Linked DNA regions of Mus musculus: region 1 is linked to region 2. Evidence: chromatin contacts called from public HiChIP or PLAC-seq data. All regions are on one chromosome and are shown on one strand. Each heading gives the region's core, a stretch centred on a gene start, on an enhancer-like site or on the middle of the called end of the contact. The rest is flanking DNA. Distances are from core to core; before and after follow the strand shown.

The links. HiChIP or PLAC-seq counts read pairs in DNA pulled down with a chosen protein or histone mark.
Region 1: a contact with region 2 is called in an H3K27ac HiChIP or PLAC-seq map of heart atrium, with 5 read pairs. The contact joins the promoter of Nfkb1 here to the enhancer-like site in region 2. A contact is called at or near these places in 6 of 39 promoter capture datasets (the C10 cell line, the HPC-7 cell line, epiblast stem cells and 2 more), 14 of 484 Hi-C or Micro-C datasets (CD4 T cells, the HL-1 cell line, the N1E-115 cell line and 9 more), 11 of 115 datasets of contacts at active chromatin or transcription factors (CD8 T cells, the SCID.adh cell line, bone marrow-derived macrophages and 5 more) and 3 of 9 other capture datasets (adipose tissue, embryonic stem cells and liver).

Annotation. Positions count from the first base shown.
Region 1 is chr3:135,689,401-135,695,015 of GRCm38.p6, forward strand. It overlaps Nfkb1 (nuclear factor of kappa light polypeptide gene enhancer in B cells 1, p105), which reads right to left and starts at 2,147. Exons shown (of 25, transcript NM_008689.2): 1 at 1,723-2,147.
Region 2 is chr3:135,584,247-135,589,910 of GRCm38.p6, forward strand. Nfkb1 (nuclear factor of kappa light polypeptide gene enhancer in B cells 1, p105) reads right to left here. Exons shown (of 25, transcript NM_008689.2): 24 at 5,081-5,258; 25 at 409-1,269. The coding sequence ends at 1,109. Among named protein-coding and RNA genes, the nearest start is that of Gm46827, 21 kb to the right of the region's middle. Within about 2 kb of position 1,680, at least 77 of the 459 cell types and tissues checked have an H3K27ac peak or open chromatin away from gene starts, as enhancers often do. A contact at or near this core is called in the SCID.adh cell line, adipose tissue, epiblast stem cells and 4 more, where this site is marked.

The sequences.
Region 1 (5,615 bases), core at 897-3,396, 110 kb after region 2:
GGGACATTTACAACCTCCTCAGCTCAGGTAATTGCCATCTGTGGCAAGCAAGAGGCAACTGAATTTCTGAACAGAGATAAGAGATAACAGAGATAATCAGGGTGCCACCAACCTTTAACAGGATTAAACAACTTTCTTTAAAAGTCTTTTGGTTTTGAAGTGGTTAGCGTTTCCCAGCAAGTGTAGTATTTTAGTGCCAGCATTAAGTGTACAGAGAAGCCTTCTTTTGTGTTCAAGTTTACTCAGTGTCTTAAGCCAAGAAGACATTTTCTCTAAGCTAGCAAGAGACTCCCAGAAGTATCAACAGGGACCAGAGTTGCCGAGTTCACATTCCCATCAATATGTGTGTTCTTGTAGTCATCCAGTGGGGTGAGAAATGTTAAATGCAACAGGAAGCACAGCTTTTTAAATTCCAGGCCTCTCAAGTTCATATGCAAAGCAAAGGACTTCGATGTAAATAATTTACATATTTTTTTCGTGCATCAAACAGCAAGAGGTTCCATCTCTAGAAAGCGCAATATTAAAATCAGGGGGAAAAAAACCCACTTCAGCAAGGACCTTACTTTAATCAAGTTTCTCTTTTTAAGGTCTGACGAACATTAATGCATTTTTTTTTTGCCACCCAAGAACAATCAGCTGAAGAGTCCTCTAGAAAGCCACCCAACTCTATCACCATCTCCATCTTTAGTACTAACCACCAGTCTGAGCCCCAGTATTTGATGCCATAGCCATCAAATGTTAATAAACACCACAAGTTGTTCTCAGCCCTAAAACAACAAAAATTTTAGTTAAATATGCTTACTTAGAAAGCTGCAGTGTTGGCCTTTACTTTTAAAAGTTCATTAAAAAAACAAAACAGATTAAATCTAGATGATGAAATCTTTTTATCATTTGTCCCACTTAAGTTTTAGACTCGACCCATAAACAGAGCCAAGATTGGTGTCTGTCTCAGAAGACCGAAGGAAGCCTACATGTAGCAGAGGCGTCATGTTTGTATCGTTTTCTGTTTTGGAGGTCAGGCACAAAACATGGTGCCATTATCCTAGAGTTTCCCCGTAATCAAAAGTCTGAAAGGTGCTATTAGTAGGTAATTTCTCTCTCAAATGCCAGCCCTGGAGAATCGGTGTGAGGCCCTCCTTATTATTTTGAAAATCAAAGTTGAGATTTGGCAGCTGAATGCATGATATGTGTGTGTATGGGGAGGGGGGGGTGTCTATCTCAGATTGGTAAGTGGGCCCCAGGTTCTCCCGAGGGACTGATTCTTAGGAGCTGGGAAGGGCTTTGCCAGCCAGGAGGACTGACAGGCACTTCTGCTTTCATTTCACTGACCGCCCTTTGGTGAAATCTGGCTGTGCACTGCACCAAGCACCTTTCTATCTGTCCTAGGCCGGTGGCGGACCTCAGCCTGGCCGCCACCACCCCACCCCAACCCCGCCGCAGGGGCTTGGGTACATCTTTCTAAAACTTTGCAAGAGTTCCTCTCCGCTTCCCGTTCCCGCCCGCGGAGACGCCGAGGGCCCCGCCAGCCGGCCCGCAAGGCCTCGGGGCCGCCCAGTGCGGATGTGCCCTTTCCCCGCAGCCGGGGCCGCTCGATCCGCGACTCCTGCTTGGGGCTCTCCCCTAGTCCCCCCCCGAACCCCGGGAGCTTCGAGCCAGTGGGACCCGCTGCACCGTGGTGCGGAGAGCTGGCGGCTCCGTTCCTCTACCTGCCCCGGGGCTTACCCTGGAGATGCGGCGCGGCCTCTCCTCGCCTGCGGGCTCCCGCTGCGGAGCGGCGCGGACCGGCGGGAGCCCGAGCCGGGTCGGGGCGCGGGCGGGCGGGCGGGCGGCTCAGCGGCGCGCCATGGCTGCGGCGCGGGCGGAGAAGCGCGGGGCGGGCCGGGCGCGGCGGGGCCCTGAGCTCCGGCCTGCGCTGCTAGAGCCGGCCCGCGAGCAGGCCGAGGGCGGCGGCGGCGGCGGCGGCGGCGGCAGGCCGGGGGCGCGCAGGGCACGGGAAGCCGTCAGCGCGCAGCCGGGCTGCTCGGGTGGCGAAACCTCCTCTTCCTGCCCGGCTCGCCTCGGTACTTCTCTCTCGTCCTCTCTCGCTCACTCTCTCACTTCCTGGCTGGAAATTCCCACTGACGTCGAGAGAGAGCAGACAGACGGACGGACCCACGCGCGCGCGCACAGCGGGGGCGGGAGGTGGGGTCGCCTCCGGGGGTGGGGGAAGCCCGCGCGCCCCGACCCGGCGCCCCGAACCCCAAGCCCCGCGGCGGCCGCGACGCCCCCGGGAGGCGCCCGCAGCCCAAGGGCAGGCCCGGACAGCTGGAGGCCACGGGAGACCGGCCTGGTCCCCACGCGCTGGGCACAAAAGTCAATCTCATCTGCTTGTTCCCTCCTCTGGGGGTCTCGGCTACACTCAGATCGCTCCATAGAGCGGACAGGAATTTCGAGATCGTAGCTGAGGTTCTCTCCAGAGAACCATGAATTTATATTGGGTCTGGATGAAGTCTTCAATCCGCTCGATTATTTCAGCCACAGCGCATTGTCCGGCCTGTGTGATCATCGCTGTGGATGGAATTAGAGCGACAGTGAGACCCGCAGTGTTGGTTCACAGCTCATAAATCCTTATCCGGCTCAAGGGAGGTTATTTTTCTGGAGAGGCCTCCCACTGATGACCGTTTGCGAGCATTTGAGCGTCTTTATTCTTTGGGCAAAGTGCCTCCATGGGCCAGGAATGACAGCCTGGGGCTAGGTAGCTCCCAAGTGAGTTTTGACTTAAACCTATTTTAGAGTTCGGGGGTCTCACTACTGAGTTCAAGTGGAAATACAACTTTGAAAGGCCAGGGATCAATCAGGTAGTGAGCATGCAGTTTTATTTTGGTACTTAACCCTCCGCTCAGCGTTCCACTTATGAAGTTATAAAAAACCCTCTCAGTGGGATGTTGTTGAGGGAAACACAGGTGCCCCCCCCCACACTGTATATTAGAGAGTCTTTAAGTGACCTTAAAGAGCCCTGTAATCAACCTTAAAGCTATATCATTAAATTGTAGAGACCGTTTTGCCATCTAGAGTTCAGAGGCTTCCTATAGATGGAAGACAACGATGGTTGTTATTATTTATGGGACATTAGAAATTGTAACCTACGGGCCTGGGAAATGACTCAACAGAGTGGTCGTTGGGATCTTTAGCATTCCTGCAGGTGGGGGTATCTGTAACCTCAGCGGACAGTTGGACCTGGAACTCATTGGATAACTAACAAAGCCAAGCGCTGAGTGACAGAAAGTGACAAACACAGACCTCTGTGAGAGAGAGTGGGGGTGGGGGGGACAGAGGGAGGGGGAGGGGGAGAGGGCAAGAACTGTGTCCTTGTTACTATTTAGCACATTGCTATATAGTATATAAAATGATTCTTTTCCCTGATGATATAAATACAAAGCCTGAAAGCTCTGGTGAAACAACAAAGTATAAAGTGTTTGTCTTTCCTCTGAGGACTAGGTGGGATGGGGAAAACTCTACAGTCTGCAAGGTGGGGCAGTCCCATTGTCAAAGGCACATAAATAAGACTGTTACAAAGGTAGAGGCAATGGGATATACTACTAGAACACAAGTTGAAGACTGTTCATCAGCAAGAAGTATCTAGTTAAACTTCAAGCTCCAAATGATCCCATGGGATATACCTAAAACAGAAGCCTGTGTGGGAAGCAGGTAGACTAGGCTCCTATGTCTGTGGCAACAGAAACCAATGTCAGGGATTTGTTCCTTCACAGTCCTTGCTGCAAGAGGTCTGACATTCAGATGTGGTTGCCAAGGCCACACTCCACAGAAATCCTTTGCCTGGCCCCTGCCTCTGGTGGCTGCGGCAATGCCTGCCCTCTTAGGCTTGGCTGCAGCATTTCAGTCGTGCTTCATTATCGTGTCAACCCCTTCCCTGTGCTTCCTCTCATCTGGATCCAAAGAGACCTGCCTTTCTTTTATTTAAAAGATTTATTTTAAATTCTCTCTCTCACTCTGTGTGTGTGTGTGTGTGTGTGTGTGTGTGTGTGTGTGTGTGTGTGTGTCTGAGTGTTACAGGTGCCTGTGCTACACAGGCACCTGTGTCTAAGCGTTGCAGGTACCTGTGTAGCACAGATCTCTGTGTGGCGCAGTTGTCTGTGTGGCACAGGTGTCTGTGTGGTAAAGGTGTCTGTGTGGCGCAGGTGTCTGTGTGGTAAAGGTGTCTGTGTGGCACAGGTGTCTGTGTGGCACAGGTGTCTGTGTGGCACAGGTGTCTGTGTGGTGAAGGTGTCTGTATGGTGCAGGTGTCTGTGTGGCACAGGTATCTGTATGGTGAAGATGTCTGTGTGGTGCAGGTGTCTGTGTGGTGCAGGTGTCTATGTGGCGCAGGTGTCTATGTGGCACAGGTTTCTATGTGGCACAGGTTTCTATGTGGCACAGGTGTCTGTGTGGCACAGGTGTCTATGTGGCACAGGTTTCTATGTGGCACAGGTGTCTGTGTGGCACAGGTGTCTGTGTGGCACAGGTGTCTATGTGGCACAGGTGTCTGTGTGGCACAGGTATCTGTGTGATCCAGACAAATCATCAGCTCACCTGGAGCTAGCATTGCAGGTGGGTGTGAGACACCCAGCATGGGTGCTGGTAACCCAGTGTGAGTCCTCAAGCAAAAGTAATAGGTCTTCTTACCTTCTGAGCCATCCCAGCCCATACTCTTGTCTCTTGTTAAGAAACTAGCCATTCTGACCACCTCTTAGCTCAGGGAGGTCTGCAAAGGCTCATTTCTGAATGCAATAGTGTCCATAGGCATCATTGGTTAGAACATGAGGGCTGCAGTCCACTGCCATGGAACAACCAAACCAGTTACATCCTTCTGGTACCCCTGCTTTAATATTCAAAAGTTTTCTGTTTTCAACCCCTGCTTTCAGGGGGGTATTTCTAAGAATTTCATCCACTCTAAGGTGTCAAATAGTATTTGTCATAATCAGGCAACAAAGAAAACATGCTTATACGTGGAAATTCCATCACCAATACTGTGAAGGCAGATTGAACTTGTTGCTAAAGTATGTGAAATCAGACGCACTTCCCTTATCATGAAACTCCGCATTGGTAACAGTGTGGAGAGTGAGATCAGAGGTTGAAATCCATATAGTGCATAAATGGGAAGAAGTTATACAGTTTGAAGAGGAGTCACAAACTAGACCGTACTCTGAGCACTGAAAGCGCTAAAACGCATGCTGAAAAGGAGACAGGAGTGTTCTATTTTATTCCTAGAAAGAATACAACTTGGTTTTGACCATCCTGCTGCCTCCTTTTGCTTAGAATGAATCACTGCTCTTAGCCATAAAAGCCAAGGCTAAACAGAAGGACTTCACTTGACTTGAAATCCGTCTTGAATCTGGAGCCCCCAGCTTGCCTTGAATTATGTCTGTAATTTGTCAAGTAGTACCCGAGTCTCAGTTTTTTCACCTATACAGTAATCATAAATTATAGCCCAAGAACTATTTAGAATGCTTTACATTATATACAGTTCAATATATAAAGTGAATTATATACATATGTATTACACACACACACACACACACACACACACACACACACACTCACCATAAGTACCCTAACCCATAGTTTAATAAACTACA
Region 2 (5,664 bases), core at 430-2,929:
TGTGTGTGTGTGTGTGTGTGTGTGTGTATTTCATCAGTCCCTCTCTATACATGATGAAGGACCACATCTTGTACAGGTTTTGTGTAGTTAGCTATGAACGCAACGGCCACATCGTATCCAGAAGATGAAGTGCTGAAGCTGGGGTCTGTTATCCTTCATAGACACAGACAGCATGCGCTGGAGAGGAACGGTGTAGAGATTGGAATGTTGATGCTAGGCGTCCAGATGATGTTGCCTGGGTCGGAACCTCAGTCTTGGGTTAGAACACTTTTATTTCCACAGTTTGAACATTTCTAGCTTCAAAGAAATGTGTCTAAAGGAGAATGTGGATGTGACAAACGGGCTGTGGGGCTGTTCCCACAGTCACAGGGACTCCTCTGAGAAAGCATTTGCAGAGATCAGACAAGATTAGGTCAACAATGTGCTTGTACTTTTATTATAAAAGTAAAATAAAAAAGTAAATAGCATTTATAAATTCAACATTTCTTCTTTTAAAGTATTTGATTTAGAAAACATATTTACAATAGTAAAATGCATAAAACGGGGAAAATACTATTTTCAGCACTGATTGTAGCATGTTTTAAATATTGTAAGTTCATGTGTTTTTTATTTTTAAATCACAGATAAACCACATTAAAAAAAGAAATGTCTTTTTTTTATTGCGCATCAAGGTACTCATTTAAAAATATGTTTTTCCTTAATCTTAATTTGAATGCACAACTTACAGTAGATGGCTAGAAAGGACACCGGGTGGGGACAGCGACACCTTTTAATGACAGCAGGAACCCAGCGGAGGGACAGCAGTAACAACACAAAGCAAATGTGATCCAGTAGCAGCAGAGAAAGCTCAAGACACTGCACCTGAGCCATAGAGTGCAGCTGAGCGAGCGAGCGCCATGATTGCTAGACACCGTCTGTGCGTGGCAACTACATTTCATTTCAGAACCAAGAAAGGACGCCAAATTCGGAAGGCCTTGAATGAAATCGAGTGACCCTGCAGGCCGGCGATTCTCCAGCACCTTTGGATTCGCTTTGCCTTCCTCCTTTGGGACGATGCAATGGACTGTCAGGGCTTTGGTTTACACAGTGTGGGGGAACGGCCAGCAGGCTAAATTTTGCCTTCAATAGGTCCTTCCTGCCCATAACCGTGGGGCATTTTGTTCAGAGATAGCAGTGGGCTGTCTCCAGTAAGAGACTCTGTAAAGCTGAGTTTGCGGAAGGATGTCTCCACACCACTGTCACAGACGCTGTCACTATCCCGGAGTTCATCTGCGGAGAAAGCACAGACTCATGAGGGGCTGAGTTAGGCCATGGCAAGGGCTTTGTTCTGCCTGCTGTCCCTGTCACCTTCAACTGTCAACTTCACACGTCTAGAATCACTTGAGGAGGGAGGTGCAGATGAGGGAGGGCCCAGCCAGATGAGACTGGTCTGTGGGCGTGTCCTGACAGTTAACTGACTGGAGGAGGACCTATCCTCTGTAGACAGCACCACTCCCTGAGAGGCAGTCCAGGGCTGTGTAAGAAAGCCAGTGGAGCATGAGCCCATGAGGCAGCAAGCCGGGGTGCTCAGCAGTTTCAGATTCAAAGTCTTTGGGTTCCTGCCCTGAATCCCTTCCATGATGGATAGGAGCTGGGGGCTGATATAAACCCAGAGAGCTTTGTCACAGTGCCCTAGAGCACCATCCACAGCAGTGGGCTCCCTCCCAGGCTCCGTGTGGACTATGGTATGGAGGGTTGTGCTTGCTAGCTCCTGCGCAGCACGGCATCCCACCTCCCCATCATGCCACCGGTGCTGCTTGGCTGTGTGAATGGCAGGGTTATCAAATGACATTAGAGAGTGCTACAGGGTACATCAGTCTTTCTGTTGAACAGAATCTGTTCTGAATTCTCTTGGTTCAGGATAAACATGTTTTCCTTTGTAAAGTGAGGCATATTTTTCTAACTGCTCTATCATTTTACCTTTTGTCTTTTTTTTTTTTTTTTTTTTTTTTAACGGCTGGGCAAACTGCTGAATACAAGGCAAAATAAACTCATAACAGAAGCAGGAACTAAAAATGGCACCTTTCTCTGAGCTGTATGAGCTTTTAAAGAATACACATTGCCTAGAAAATTTTCTTTTGGTGCAAGAAAATGAGGCTTTTTTTTTTTTTTTTAAATGTGTCTATACCAAAAGCTTAAGTTAAATTCTATCGCCTGAAAAGCATTCCTGGGAACCAGAGCAGATTATTTCTGTACAGAGTGACTAAAGAAACAGAAGCATAACACTTACTAAGCAAATGTTTGACTCTCATCATTGAATCTTAACGTCAGAACACTGAGACTCAATGACCATGCCAGAGCGGTGTCCTGGTGTTACCTCATCCAGTCAACTGTCTGTTGTGTAACAGGGACTGGGCAGCATTTGAAAGGCTTACTGTGTATTATGGTTCGGATCTTAAAATGTCCCACAAAGGCTGTGTGCTAAGTAAAGGCTTGGTTTCTAGCCTGTGACATTATCTGGAGGTGATACAACTCTTTGACTATGGGGCCTCACAGAAGGAAGTTAGGTCATGGAGGGCGTGGCTTTGAAAGAGATCTGTACTGGGGCTCCTCCCCATCTCTGTGTACTTCCAAACACCTTGAAGTGAGTAGGATTCCTCTACCATGTGCTTCCTCCGTGATGAAGGGTTTTGCTATACCCCGAAGGCAGTGGACCATGGGACCTATAAAAACTGTGTGCCCAACCAAATCTCTCCTAAGTTGGTCACAATGATGGAAATTTAATACAGTATTTAAGTATTTGCTTTGTGTTTGTGGGATGTGTGCTCATGTGCAGGTGTGGGGTGTGGGGAGGTCAACATTGTGTGACTTCCTTGTTCCTTCTCCATCTTGTTTTTAGAGACTGGCCAGTGAGTCCCGTGGATCCACCTCTCTCGGTGTCCTTTCCTCTATGAGTGGGCTACCGGGTTGTACATATTTGTCACCCTACCTGGCTTTCCCAAAGGTAGAGGAGGGGACACTTGCCGTGTTCCTAGCTGCTAAGTATTTAGTTTTTAATTGTGACTGGAGCCCTATCATGTCACATCACCGTGGTGCAGAGAACTGATGGAGGGGCAAGCAAAGAGTCAAAGAGGCTGACTAGGAGCCACTGTTGGAGTTCAGGCAAGCAGTGAGGATGGGTGGAACTTGGCATCTGCCAAGAAGAGATGCCCTTTCAGGGTTAAGCATGAGGACCTGAATGCCAGAAAGTATTCATTGCCACTCTTAGATTTTGTTACAGCCTGGCTATACTTTTGACAGTCATGGCCAGTATGAGTTTGTGCAAGAGCCAAGAGTTGTGTGAAGATGATAAAAGTTTATTCGGCCGTAAAGAGAGATGAAACTTGCAGGTTAATGGAGAATACTAATCAAGGCAGCCCAGAGACATAAATACCATTCGTTCTCTCTCACGTGTGGATCCTAGCTTCCAACAGTCACGTATGTATATTCATGTGGAAGTGAGCGTGAGCAGAGGCCAGAAAACTAGCAAAGGCCTCCAGGGGGCGGAAAACAGGCTTTAAAGGGATGGAAAGGGTAGGGAACACATGTGAAAATGGGAAGGGAGCGAGTGCGGGGGGGGGGGGGGAGGGAGGGAGTAGAGGGTCCAGGGCTGGGGCGATGGGAGCTGAGGGAGTCATGAGAATAAACCAGAACTAAGTATGTATAAAAATGCCCTAAGGACCCCAGTGCACACATACATGCACAGGAGTGAGGAGGAGGCAGCAGGGTGGGTGTGGGTGACAAGGCCCTGAGAGGACACTGGTGAGTGAGGGCTATCAGCTGTGACAGGATGAGTGTCAATCGGGCAACGTGGAGGAGAGTGTAGGAGAGGAGGGGACAGAAGCAGATGGCAGACAGAGGTGGTGAGCTGACCAGCAGTTATCATATTCTTCTGAGAAGTTTGAACTCAACTAAAGGGTGTAACAAGGAAGTGATGTCTCGTTTTTCTCTAAATTTCTTTCTCTTTTAAAAAATCTGTTTACTGTTTATTGGATATAATACTCTTAATGATGACATTTTTCTACTGAACTTGGAGGCTGTGTTTACCTGTAGATTCCCCCATATGAGAAATGCGAACAAAAATAACAGCATGTATCATACAAACGTGAAAACATGAGCTAACCAAAGCGCTATCAATGGACAAAGCCATTCATTGAGATGTAACATTAATCAAAGCGGGGCTAAGCAGCCTGTGGCCAGGCGGGCCAGTGTTTAAAGATGAGAAGTTACATCCTAGCAAGAGGTTCTCCACAGCAGGTGGGGAAGGAAGGACAGTACAGGACAAAGAGGCAAGAATCAGGTGTCCAGGACCTGCTGAAGGTGACAGGCAGGCTCCCAGGGGAGGACTGCCCCAGGTGGAAGGCAGACATAACCTACTGAGCCCAGATGGAAGGCCTGCCACCCGGGTGCTGGCATAATACAAAGATGGGAGAATGCTAGTTGTTCCTGGTCTCAGTGGAGTTTGTGGCTAGGGTAGAAAATGAACAAGAAGAAAGGGTGCAGAGGTTAGAGAAAGCACGGGCCGGGAACAATGACATAATTCAAGCCTGTACCGAGATCCATTCGTACAAATGCATGTGTTGGGGGTGACAGGTGGATGTTAGTGTGGGAAGACAAAGGCAGGACCATGAGCAGGGTGGGAGCTGAAGGACGGGGAGTGCCGAGGGAGGGAGGAGGTGGGGGACCTGAGGGTGGTGGCATGAAAGGAAGGGTCATACAGTATGCATATTTCCTGGGTCCTACTTCTTGTCCTGTGGCCCAGGGCTGTGCACCTTTCTTAGAATCTTTCTCCAAATTTAACAAATATGAGAAGTAGTGTTTCTTTAACCCTCCCCGCCATGTCCAGTGTCTACTGGGATTCTAAGTGACCTATATGCCAATGTGAGTGTCTGTGGGAACTGCCTGTTCCTGTGTGCGCAGAGGAGCACTGTGGGGAGGGAGCGGGTGGCATGCCACAGAGGAACACATGTCAGGAAAAAGACTAGGGAAAGGGAGTGTAGTGCCACGTCCCAGAGCACAAAGACCTTGCCAGCGAGGAAAGGAACTCTCTCAGCCTCTTTACCTATGTGCTGCCTCGTGGAGGAAGACGAGAGAGGCAGACAGTGGACCTGAGCAGTGGTCACGGGGCTGGAGGCTGTGGTTGCCGGGGTGCGGAAGGCTGCCTGGATCACTTCAATGGCCTCTGTGTAGCCCATCTGTTGCAGGGCCTCCATCAGCTCTTTGATGGTACCCCCAGAGACCTGGTAGGAAAAGGGAGAGTATGTTCGTGTGTTCCAGCCTGTTTGCAGGCTGTTAGCGTCCCTTCTCTGTGTCTGCTCCAGAGAGCTGGGGGGTTTGGAGAGGGCAGGGAAGGAACCTGAAGAAACACAGTGCTTAGGTTCTAGTTCCCATCTTGGATCAAATCCATTCAGAAAAATCACAGGAGAGGTGAAGGAGAGAATAAGGGAGATGGAGAAGGGGAGGATAAGGGAGATGGAGAAGATGAAGGAGATGGAGAAGATGAGGGAGAAGGGGGAGAGAGATAAAGAAAAAAGAGGGGAAGGAAGGGAAAGAAGCCTGTGAGTTCATGGAGACAGGAGACAGGAGACTGCCTACGGTGATGTCTACGCACAGAAATCCAGGGAAGACAGCAGCTAGCAATGACAG